Regions from separate parts of the Mus musculus genome. Here region 2 is linked to region 1. A link is a contact called in public HiChIP or PLAC-seq data. All regions are on one chromosome and are shown on one strand. The core of a region is the stretch at or near the end of the contact, and the rest is flanking DNA. Distances in the headings are between cores, read along the strand shown.

Region 1 (5,645 bases), core at 2,190-4,689:
TGTAGTTGCAATGCTGGCGTGAGGATGAGGGTTCTTGGAAATTGTTCCTCTGTTTACATCTGAATTCCAGGTCTCTGTTCAAGCGTCACAGCTTGCGTTCACACCTACTGCCTGTACCAAGAAACAGGGCCCTGTTCTGCGTGGGCTTCTCTCTGCTTCCTTCTGCCTCTGAGGGCTCAGAGTCAGTCTATGGTAGAGGACAGTGCTAGGTGTCTAACAAATTCACAGAGACACCTCTTCCAGGAAGCCCTATTTTGAGATTAGAATCTGACTGACCATCCTCTTCCCTCTCAGAGGCAGGGGGTGGGGGGTAGGGGGGAGGCTCTCTTCCACTACCTAAGAATGACTTTCAGAGAATAGGGCAAAGCTGTCAAAAAAAAAAAAAAAAAGTCGACAAATCCTGGAGCAGTGGATACTTGGTGACCTCATCAGCTGGGGGAGGGGCTGCTCTCATTAGCAGGGGGAGGAGCTACTCTTTGCAGATGAAGTCATTTCAAGGTCATCTGAAGTCATTCTAAGGTCATTTCCATCTCAGCGAGGGCTGACCACTATTCCCCAAGTAAAGGATTGGTAACATTGCAGCGCTGAGTGAAAAAGACAGCTCCTATTTAGGCAAAGACAGGCCCTGTTGCCACGTTTCCATTTTAGGACCAGGCAAGGAGGCATAGGGGTGCTCTCTCCTTGGGTTTGGCTTCAGGAATGCAATGGACAGAGCAGGGAGCTGTGGTTCAGCACAGCTTGAGATCAAAGGGCGACCTGTCGCGACATGGAACAGGCAGCAGGAAAAGGCATGGGACACTGCCCACTCTCAAGACTCTCAAGGTCGGGGGAACTTTCGGAATGCAGAGGGCTGCAAATAGGGGCCAAGTCTGGATTTGCTAGGGTCGACACTGGGCCGGGCATCCAACAAGCAAGAGACGGGGAGGGGGAGACAGTTCTGAATTCCAAGTGACCTGAAAAATCTCTCACAGCCAATCCTAGGAATGGCATTTCTGTGGGAGGCAATTTATTTAATGTTGCTCTAGATGTGCCACTTGCTGGGAAGGAAAAGAAGTAGCCATTTCTCTGACAGCAGGTCCAGAGGGACTAACTCACTGTCTGCCATGAAATCTCACTGTCACTACTCTTCCCTTGACTATCCCACTTTACAGATGTGAAGACTGAGACCGGGGAAGCACACTATGGCAGCCTAGGATTGCCTTGCCTCCTCCTTGCTGTGTGACCTTGACCAAGTTGTTCTCCCTCTTTGTGTCACCCTCTCCTCATTTCTGAAGTGAGGTTTAAAGCAGATCCTGTTGTACAAGGTTAGAAATGACAAGCTTGACGCACCAAAAGATTTTGACATTCCATTTCTTCTTTCCAAAGGGGATTAGAACTTGGCCAAGATCACCTGGCCAAGAAATTGTAAAAGTACCTAGCCCAAGGCATATTCATTCGTTCCTGGGTGTGGATTTGAACAAAGCATTTTATAACCTTCCTGCCTCAGCAACACAGGTAGACGTAAGGGCAGGTCATAGCTAGCTGGACCATTATTAGGCAATCGCCTTCCACCCAGGTGGGCTTTATTCTGGAACACATATTGAGTTCTTCCTGAGTTCTGGGTCTCACATAAACAAATTCACATCCCTTTCTCCTGGGTTGCCAGGAATGTCAAATACTGGGCTGAGACTAGTGTGGAGTTATGTGCATCTTTCTTTAGCCTTGCCTTCACCCTCTTAGCTGCCTATTCTTTGACCTCTGGACCCCTCGTTAGAGCCTCACCCAGGAGACCTTACTTCTCAACAAATGTGGGTCCCCAGAACACGGTTTCCACTGGGGACTGATCATTGCCGTTTTTTCCCTCAGTGGTGACCGGCCGTCTGTCTCCTGTGCCTTTCTCAGGGAACCCCACTCCACAGAAGCTCTGGGGACAGGGCAGCCTGTGTCTCACTGCCTGGGACTCACTGTTTGTCCTCTAGCCACTGGCCACCAAGCCAGCACTTGGCTGGAGCAGAGCGCTTTCTTTGTTTGCCGCCTGCCTGGCAATTCCTTTCTGAGGCTCAAGGGAGGCTCAGCCATTTTGCCCTCCAGCTCTAGGGAAAGCTCCCTCTTTCTCTCTTCTCTGCAGGGACTTACACCTCCCAGAGCCACTTTCTTTCTGCCTCCTTCGTTTGGAAGAGGGTCTGAGGATGCTTTGATCAAGACCTGATCCATCCTTTCCAGAACTGGGGTGGGGAAAGACTGCAGGGCACTTTGAATTCCCACAGATCGCTTTTGTTTTGCAATTTGGAAGTTGGGGTATGCACGCTCCACTGTTTCCACCAAAGTTCACAACAGAGAACATAGGCAGGACCCAGCACACCATTTTTTTTTTCTTTTGTCCAACACATTCCCTGTTTGCCATAGAAAAACTGGGGCTAGCATCAAGTTCCACTCGGCTGGACATAGTCCCTTCCCTGATGTGGCCACAGTCCTTTTCACCCCTGATCTTCGTGGGTGGGCAGGAGGTCCAGCCAGTAGACCTCAGGTGTCTTGGTCTTATAAACTGGCTTTCAAAAACCCATTTTTCCCCTTGAGACTCAGGTCTGTTTTGAGAGGACATTGGCTCCGTACAAAGCTGCCCACTCTGAGTCTCTTGTTGGAAGCCTAAAGCAAACACAGAACGGGACATCTGTGGGTGTCACCCATGGGGTGGGTGGGTACGGAGGGAAGCATGGAGAAGCCGTGATAATTGCCACAGAAAGGAAAGAGAAAAAACCTGGGAAAGGCAAACCACGGGAAGTCCTGGCCCGACCCACCTTTTGCACTGGGCATCTCTCAGGTGAACAGGACAGCAGCGCCAGCTTGCGCGCGCTCAGTCCCAGCTGCTGTACACTTTCTTAGAGACAAGGTTTCTTAAGAGCTTGAGCTGCCCCGGGATGGGAAGGAGATGTCTCCATCCTCGGGTAGTCCCCAGCCCCTCCATCCTCCCGCCCCTAATAAATAAGGCATGCGGAGACTGGGGATGTGGCGCAGGTTGGTCTGGCTCCCTCCTGGGCACCCCGCCGTCGGCTGGCGAACGAACTAGGACATAGACGGCACCTGGCCTCTTGGGACCCTCCCGCCTCCGGAGCATCCCTGGGATGCAGCTGGCGCACGTCGTGGGGCGAGGACGGGGGACGATGCAGCCTAGGGTCCCGCCCTCCACCCAGTGCCCCGACGCCAGCCTCCCTTCCTACCTGCGGCCGGGGCTGCGCGGGCCGCTCCGGGCTCGGCCGCGCTTGGACGCGGGCGCCTGGGCTCCTGGGCTCGCGCAGCTCGCCTGCAACCTCTCAGCTCTCTAGGGCTCCCAGGGCCGGCGGAGGGGGCGGGGCTGTCAAGACACGCCCTCTAGGCGGGGCTTGTCCGTGCCGTCTTGCCCGCCCCTACCTTTCAGCCTCCATCTCCCACCTTTTCTGTTCCTGCTCCTCTCTCCCAGTTACCTCTGCCCTACTCTCTCTTCCCTCTTCCTTCTGCCCTGTTCCCCCTCCCTCTGCCTGCCTCCTCCTCCCTCCGCCTACCCCCTTCTCTTTCCTCCCTCTGCCCTGCTCCCCTCCTTCCTAGGCCCTGCCCGCCTTGCCTCTTCTCTCTGCCTGCTGCCTCCTCTCTTCCCCATCTCCCTCCCACCTCCTCTCTCTCTCCCAGCCCTGCTCCCTCTCCCTCTTTTCCTTGGCCTCCACCCTCCTTCAGTCTCCTGGCCTCAAAGGTCTACCTTAATTGGTCTCTTGGTTTCTCTGGCTCTGTCACATCTCTCTTGGAAGCATTGTGGCAGTGGGGTAGGACTCTTCCCTCCTCTCTACCTCTCCTGTCTGCAGCTTCCTTCTTGGGAAACAAAGTTACCACCTGAGCTACTAGGTTGGGAAAGACTGTCACTGCAGGATTGGTCTTGGAGGATGTGTGTGTGTGTGTGTGTGTGTGTGCAGCAAACCACAAACTGGAAACCCCCAGGGTTGGCTAAGGACCCTAGGTGCTCTGCTTGCAGTTCTTGAGGCGTGAGGGATTATCTAGAACACCTCTGCCCCTGGCCAGCTCCAGCTACCTCTTTCCAAGTCCAGACCTTCTGGCTCCTTCCGTGGAGGCTTTGGGGAAAGGGGCATCTCTCCCTTTTCCATGTTCCCCAAAGACGCAGAAAGAATTCATTATCTCCAATTTCAATGGCCTCCTGCTTCTATCCCAGGGTCTGGCATTCAATATCTGACTTCCCATCCTCTAATTGCATTAACCCTGGGGTCTCCAACCTCAACTTCCAAAGGCTACATAGCTTTTGACTCTTTCTCCGCACTTCCTCCCACAAGCATCTAGGCTTAGGGCCCTATGGCCTCCTGACTGGTTACCAGGTGCTGACTGTGTGTACTTCAAATGAATCTTTCTGGGGCTCCCGTGAGCCCCACACACTCTGGTCTGGGCTTAGGGACACAATGGTAGACGCACAGGCCACTGCTCTTCTTATGGGGCAAGTGAAAGAAACGGGCTTTTTCCGAAACAACCTTTCGAGAGCCCAGACTGACAAGCTCTGCCAGGGCCACCCATGAGGGTCCCAGCCTAGGTTGGGATGAGGCATAGGTCCACCCATGAAAGTGCCACTGGGGTGGGAGCTGATGCGTGGATGAAACGACAAAGCTGTCAGGGGAAATGTGGCCGTGGCTCCCAACAAGATTAGGGAAGCAGCTTTTAATCCCAGCACTTGGGAGGCAGAGGTAGGTGGATTTCTGAGATCGAGACAAGCCTGGTCTACAGAGTGAGTTCCAGGACAGCCAGGGCTACACAGAGAAACCCTAAATCTCAAAAAACAAAAAAGATTAGGGAGGCAAGTGGGGAGGGTGCTTTGGCTTGCCTGATGATCATTTCAACGTCTTCTAGTCTCGGGAGCTCAGTTTTTACTATAGGGTCTTCTCCCCACGTCTCATAAGCATATGATTGGATACAGAGCTCCTGACCCTACGTGCAAATGTGACTAGAGCCATGCCAGCCAGGGTATATTACCTCAAAGCAAGGGCAAGTGTCAGACTTTAGGTCAATGGCACCTCCACCTAGGACCTGTCCCAAAAGCCTTAATCACCAATAGGTTTTTAAGTCTGGGGTCGCCACGCCTGCAATGGAGCCTCCCTGAATGTAAGGGAACACAGAGAAAGGCAGAAATGAGGCAGAGGAGGGATGTAAGTTGTTTGAGCCCTGTGATCCAGCTGTGCCTGAAGGCAGAATGATTCTCTGAATAATCGAATTACTCTCTTTTAAAGATTAATTCATTTTAATGTTATATGTTTGCCTGTGGGTATGCTCGTTTGTGTGTGCCCGGTGCCTGCAGATTTCTGAAGAAAGTCTTGCATCTCCTGGAACTGGAATTACAGATGGTTGTGAGCAAGTATGTGTGTGCTGGGAACCAAATCCAGGTTCGCTGAAAGCCCAGCTACTGCTCTAACCAGTGAACCATCTCTCCAGCCCCTCTGTCTTGAATGATTGATCTGCTTTTACTTCCATCTTTGCATCTGTTTGACCTCTGTCTTACTTTGGGTTTCCGTTGCTGTGAAGAGACACCGTGACCAAAGCAATTCTTATAAAGGACGACATTTACCTGGGGCTGGCTTACAGTTTCAGAAGTTCAACCCATCATCGTCATGGTGGGAAGCATGGCAGCATGCAGGCAGATA
Region 2 (5,645 bases), core at 2,117-4,616, 47 kb before region 1:
GTATGTGTATGTGTATGTGTATGTATATGTATATATGGTCCACCATAGCTTTCTCCCCTTGTTTATGGCCTGAAGATTGCTCCCCAACACACACAGAGAGATTTATCCTACTGAGGTTAGCTAAGCCTATCTCCTTGATCCAGCTGCATGGCATCCCCCATCTCCTACTTTATCTGTGTGTCCTAACCACACTTCCTCAATCAGCTCTATGCCATAATAACCCACCTCCCCGTTGAACTTCAAATAACACACACACTGCGTTTCCGGGTGCCGAGGCTTCCCCATCAGATGGCCCAGTTTATCCAATCCCGGCTTTCCTATGTATATCTCTGCCCTTTCTTTATTCCCTCACTGCCCTAGTCAGGTTAGTTTCTGCAACAGAGTAGGGATGTGGCATCTTGGGGTGGAGCAATTCCAAACAGAAGTGGGAGAGTCCAGGATGTCTTTCTGGAGCAGGGCGCCAATTCCAGGCCTTAGGAAAGAACCTGGAGCGGCCATCTTGGGGGAAGGCAGGTATGGTCTCCTACTCTGGGCAGAGCGAAGGGCACTTGCAGAGGTGGAAGGAGAAGCTGGGCTTGGGAAGCTGCTCAATGGATTGTGTCTACTGCTGCCCAAACAGAATGGGTTTCCATTTTACCAGCAAGGAGGGGAGGATGACTGGTGGGTGATTAGCCCTCCCCACCCCACACGCTTGTTCCTATCCCAGCCTAGCGTCAAGGACTGAGAGGAACTCACGACTTGGGTGAGGCACTCACAGAGACAGTGCAGAGGAGAGACCCGTTACTCCCACTGTCCTGACATACAAGACTAGGGAGCCCCAGCTCGATACCAACTCACTTTGTGCCAAGCAGCCTGCTCTTGCTTTCCAGTCCCCACTGTGGTAAAAGCCGTGCTCTTTCCCCGGAGAAAGCCGCCACCATTCTGTTCCTGTCCAATACCTGCAGGACCCAAGCTTGCCTCTGGCCTTTTCTGTTAGGCTTGCAGTGCCAACTCTAGCAAAGGGCTCAGCTAGAGAAGGCATCTGCCATCTGAAACAGAAGCCAGGAGGCAGGTCAGAGTCAAGGTTGCCATAGAGGCTGTCAGGAGGCCGGGTCCTGTCCTTCTGGTGTGCCATCTTAGAAGACTGGCCTCTCCACACCTGGCCATAAGATGGGAGGGCGGTGGGGGGTGCGGGGGTGGGGCTAAGCATTCTCACCCAGCTACAGAGAGTCAGGGAGGGGCACTCATAACTGAGGTACAAAATAAAGAAGAAAGTGAGGTTCCACTACTCCCTGGCAGCCAGCACCAGGTCATCAAGCCTTTAGGTCATCTGTGCCCCTCTGGTCATCAGTCCCAACACAGGCAAGGCAGCTCAGCTGGTCTGATTCTGAGCTCTGCCTTCACGCTGCCACACACGGTATTCTCAGCGTTCTTTGCCCAGGGTTGTATTGATGAAGTCAAGTCTGCCCCGTGGAGCTCCGGCTTGTTCATTTCTATTTCCGTTATTTGAAAAATCTCACAATCTACCTATCCTCCTGTTGGTGAGCGCTGAGGCCTCCAGTGAAGGCTGTTGAAATGCTGGCGTGAATGCTCTTGTACTATCTACTGGTAAATACCGTGCGTGTGCATTCTAGGGCATGGGAGAGAAACTATCAAAATGGCTGCTCTGTGGGTGGAAAAGAAAAAGTTTATTCCGGACGGCTACAGGCCTCTTTTGGGAAAGCAGAAAAAAGCAGGACCCGGAGAAAATCTAGCTGGTTATGAAGAGAATGGGGTATCTGGGAGGAGGGAGCCTTATCTGGAACAGCCTAGGAACCAGTGTGGAGCTCTGATCCCTGGGAAGCTTGCTTGAGATAATAGAAGACTAGCTGCCCTCTCCAGAAACGGGAGTCTGGCTGCAGGAGCAGATAAGAAAGTAAAGGGCTTCTCCTGGCAAACAAAGCCACTTTATAAGAATTCTGAGGAATACTGAGTGTCTATGGGTCAGAGTCCAGCCTGAGCGAAACCCAAATTGTCATTTGGGGTAGGGGAGGGTTGGAACAAACACTAAGCCTGTCTCTTGTTAGGCAGACCTTTGGGAGTAGAAGTTTTGGGCCCTAGAGCATGCACATGCCTGGATTCATTAAATACTTGCCACCCTGTTTCGTTTTTTTTTTTTTTTAATGACATAAGTTTCTAAACATAGGTAAGTTAATAGTATATTGGCCACCCGAGTGTCTGCCACCTTGATTTAGCTTTAATAGTGCACTGTACATGTTGATTGTGACCCCCACAAGCCATCTATCCACTTCCCCACCCATGTGTCCATCTGTTTACCCACCATATAAGACCCCAAAATGCTGGACATGACAGATGTCTTTGATCCCAACACTCAAGAGGCAGAAGCAGGGAGATCACTGTGAGTTGGAGGCGAGCCCAGTCTACAAAGTGAGTTCTAGGCTAGCCAGGATGCAAAGAGACCCTGTCTCAAACAACACACAATCACACAAACCCTTCCTAACTCCACGCTTCAAGTCTACCTACCATATCTCATTGGCTAGGATTACTCCCACACCCAGATTTCCAACTACTCTCCAGGGCAAAGGACCATACGACTAGAATAGACCAGTCAAGACTCACCAACCAGCTGAGACAGAGCCATGTTCACCTACAGCACAAGGCTGCCTGATACCTGAACAACATCAGAGCTTGGTGTGAGAAGAAAATGGAAAGTGGTCATTGGGCTCCGGTCCCCTGCCTCCAATGACATCTCCAGAGAGCATGCTACAGACAGGGAGATGAGCTGTGTGAAACCCGAGCAACCCAAGGGAGACCTGCAGTTCACTCCACTCCCCAGAGCAGAGGGGCCAGCAGGGGGCAGAGGTCTGCTCCTTTCTTTATAGTATGGGGCACAAGGTGCCTGCACAGCTCTTGACTTTTCTCAAGCCAGGAGATAAAGCCGATTCCCTATCCCTCAGGACCCTCTCATTTCTACAGATGAACCCAGGAAGGTTGCTGTCAACAAGCAAGAGGGAGGGCTACCCTGGCCTTGAGTACCAGACATCAAACGTGTGTCTGAGGCACACAGCAGTGCTCAATAAACTCCCCCCCCCCCTAAGATTGATGTCAGGCTTTAGACAAATTGATACCCGTCCCCAGACCTCAGCTGTGTCATCTACAAAGATGAGAACAGAAAGAATGATATTTGACCGAGCAATCTATCCCACTCTTGAGGCTTCTCGCTCCAGACCAGCGGGCAGCACCTCCTCCCTCCTCCCACCATCTCCCTGCAAAGGTCCTGAGACAAACACAGGCTCAATTGATCACAGCCAGCAGCAGAGCACTGGAAGCTTATCAGACATGCAAATGAGCAGGCCCACATCAGCCCCTTCCAACAGGCAAGCATAATGAGACTTAACACAGATGTCTGCTTAGGCTGTGAGAGCCTGGGAGCCACACTCTGAGATCCCTCTACTGCACTCTAGGCACTAGGGAATTGAAAATGCTGCCCTGCCTCCTCCTACATCTACTGATGCTGAGTGAGTGGCTCTGAGGTGGGGGTGGGGACTTGAACCCATAGCCAGGTTTGGGAACCAGCACTGACAAAGTTTGGCAGAAGCTCCCATCCCTTAGCTATCTCTGGGCCCGGATTCGATCATCCATTAATTTATCTGCTTGTTGGTTTCCTAATTTATCAATTAAGAAATATTAATATTATTAATTAAGGCTACCTAATCTGCCTTCCAGCTTTCTCAATGTTCATCCCGCCACCTATTACCATCCAGACAGTCAGAGCGTACCCTGCTTTCCCAGGGTGACATGTTCTAGGACTTCCATGGATGCCTGAAATCACAAATGATACCAAACCTGCTCAGGCCCTTCCCTCCCACACATGCACACTTACGGCAGCTTCATTTATAGAGTAGGTACAGTTACAAATCAACAACAGTAGACACTGATAACATGAACAAGCCCCCCCCCCCCCGCCCGCCCTGTGGTCAAACAAACATGGCCTCTTGGAGCATCCCATTTTGCTGTACTCTGTACTCACCCTTCTGTGGTGCAAGCTGATGTCACGCCCACAAGATGAGATGTAGGGAGGCTCATGGCATAAGAGTGGTGGCGGTGCAGGACTATGACATCAATGGTCCCTTTTGAACACAAGTGCTGTGGCACTGTGGCACTCAGGCACTCTGGCAGTCCCTACTGTCTGGTGACCAGGCCAGCTACTAGGTGACAAGATGGTGAGCAGTGTACACAGTGTGGACATGCTAGACAATGGCGTGACTCACATCCTGTGTAGGATGCAGCAGGATGATGCGAGCTCTCATCGTGGTACCCAGGATGGCCCACAACTTAAAGCGAATGGATTGCTTATTTCTGGAATTTTTCCATGTAATATTTTCAAATTAGCTGTAATAGAAACTGCAGAGAGTGGAATTGGATGAGTGGGGTGACATCATTTACGACATGGCAGGCACTTTAGAAGAAAAGTTTCTGTCTCCGGAGAGGGGGATGACCGTGAAGCTGCAAAGAACTCGTCAAGATGGCACCCTGCGTCTCCCCTGGAGCCCCCAGAGCACAGGCCAAGCGAGGGCAAGAGCTGGTGGGGAGGGAAGGTTCTCAAAGACTTGTGGTACTCTGGAGCGACCCACAAGTGTAGGATTTTCCCAAGCAGGGGTTAGAGGTCACACCAGGGCTTCCCTGGCAGAACCAGAGGTGAATCAGAGACTTGGGGTCAGTGGAAGAGGGCTGAAGGTTGAGCTCTAGCAGGGCAGAGCCTTTCAGGAACCCCTGGGATTTGTGTGTGGATCTTTGGCTGGAGGAGGCACTCCCAGTCCCTGGCTAGCCCTTAGAGCAGTGGTTCTCAGCCTTCCTAACACTGCACCCCTTTAATTCAGTTCTTCATGCTGTGGTGACCCCCAATCCTAAGATTATTTTCATTGCCTCCTTTTTAACTGTAACTTTGCTAGTTATGAATCATAATGCAAATATCTGTGTTTTCCCATGATCTTAGGTGACACCTGTGAAAGGGCTGTTAGATGTCCACAAAGGGGTCGTGACCCACAGGTTGAGAACCTGCTCTGTAGCTGAGTGTGGAGAAAGAACTGCAGTTCTAGAGAACAGAAGTGGGGCATGGTAGTAGGTAGGTGAACCAGAGCTATAGCCCCAGCAGGAGATAAGGAGAGGGCAGGATGGAGCTGTGACATCAGTGGAGCTGGGGGCTGGGGGGCGGGGGGCAACCGAGGACAGAGTCTAACCTCTCAACCTCACCATGATCTGGGTTGGGAGATGTGATTCTGACTCTCAGGTTGGCTCTCAGCTCAAGTGAAGTCCAGCTGTGGGTCCCACAAGATCATTAGCCTGCTCGAGGTCAGCTGCCTTACTTCAGATAAAGTCTCCTGAGGCCATTAATTTGTTATAAAGCGTCAGCTAGAAACACTCCTGAGCGAAAAGGCCAATTTAAAAATGAATGTTTTCATGATCAGTATTTAGCAGCTTGACCTCTAGGGAATGTTATTCTCACAGTGAGGCAGGACTGGGGAGAAGGAAGAATACGTATCTCAGGTCCCCTGTACTCAGATCCTCTCAGGAGCCCACTGCTGCCAGAAGAGTCACAGAGTCACCGCTGCCAGGTAGGTGTGTAGCCCCTTCCTCCTCTGCTTACATGCCTCCAGGGACAGTGA

The links. HiChIP or PLAC-seq counts read pairs in DNA pulled down with a chosen protein or histone mark.
Region 2: a contact with region 1 is called in an H3K27ac HiChIP or PLAC-seq map of oligodendrocyte precursor cells, with 3 times the contacts expected there. The contact joins the enhancer-like site here to the promoter of Slc6a1 in region 1. A contact is called at or near these places in 10 of 39 promoter capture datasets (the 3T3-L1 cell line, cranial neural crest, embryonic stem cells and 7 more), 5 of 484 Hi-C or Micro-C datasets (adipose-derived mesenchymal stem cells, cortical neurons, myocytes and 1 more), 6 of 115 datasets of contacts at active chromatin or transcription factors (embryonic forebrain, embryonic hindbrain, embryonic midbrain and 3 more) and 2 of 9 other capture datasets (adipose tissue and pancreatic islet).

What each region holds. Positions count from the first base shown.
Region 1 is chr6:114,280,429-114,286,073 of GRCm38.p6, reverse strand. It overlaps Slc6a1 (solute carrier family 6 (neurotransmitter transporter, GABA), member 1), which reads right to left and starts at 3,439. Exons shown (of 16, transcript NM_178703.4): 1 at 3,198-3,439.
Region 2 is chr6:114,327,467-114,333,111 of GRCm38.p6, reverse strand. No RefSeq gene overlaps it. Among named protein-coding and RNA genes, the nearest start is that of Slc6a1, 48 kb to the right of the region's middle. Within about 2 kb of position 3,366, at least 27 of the 459 cell types and tissues checked have an H3K27ac peak or open chromatin away from gene starts, as enhancers often do. A contact at or near this core is called in oligodendrocyte precursor cells, where this site is marked.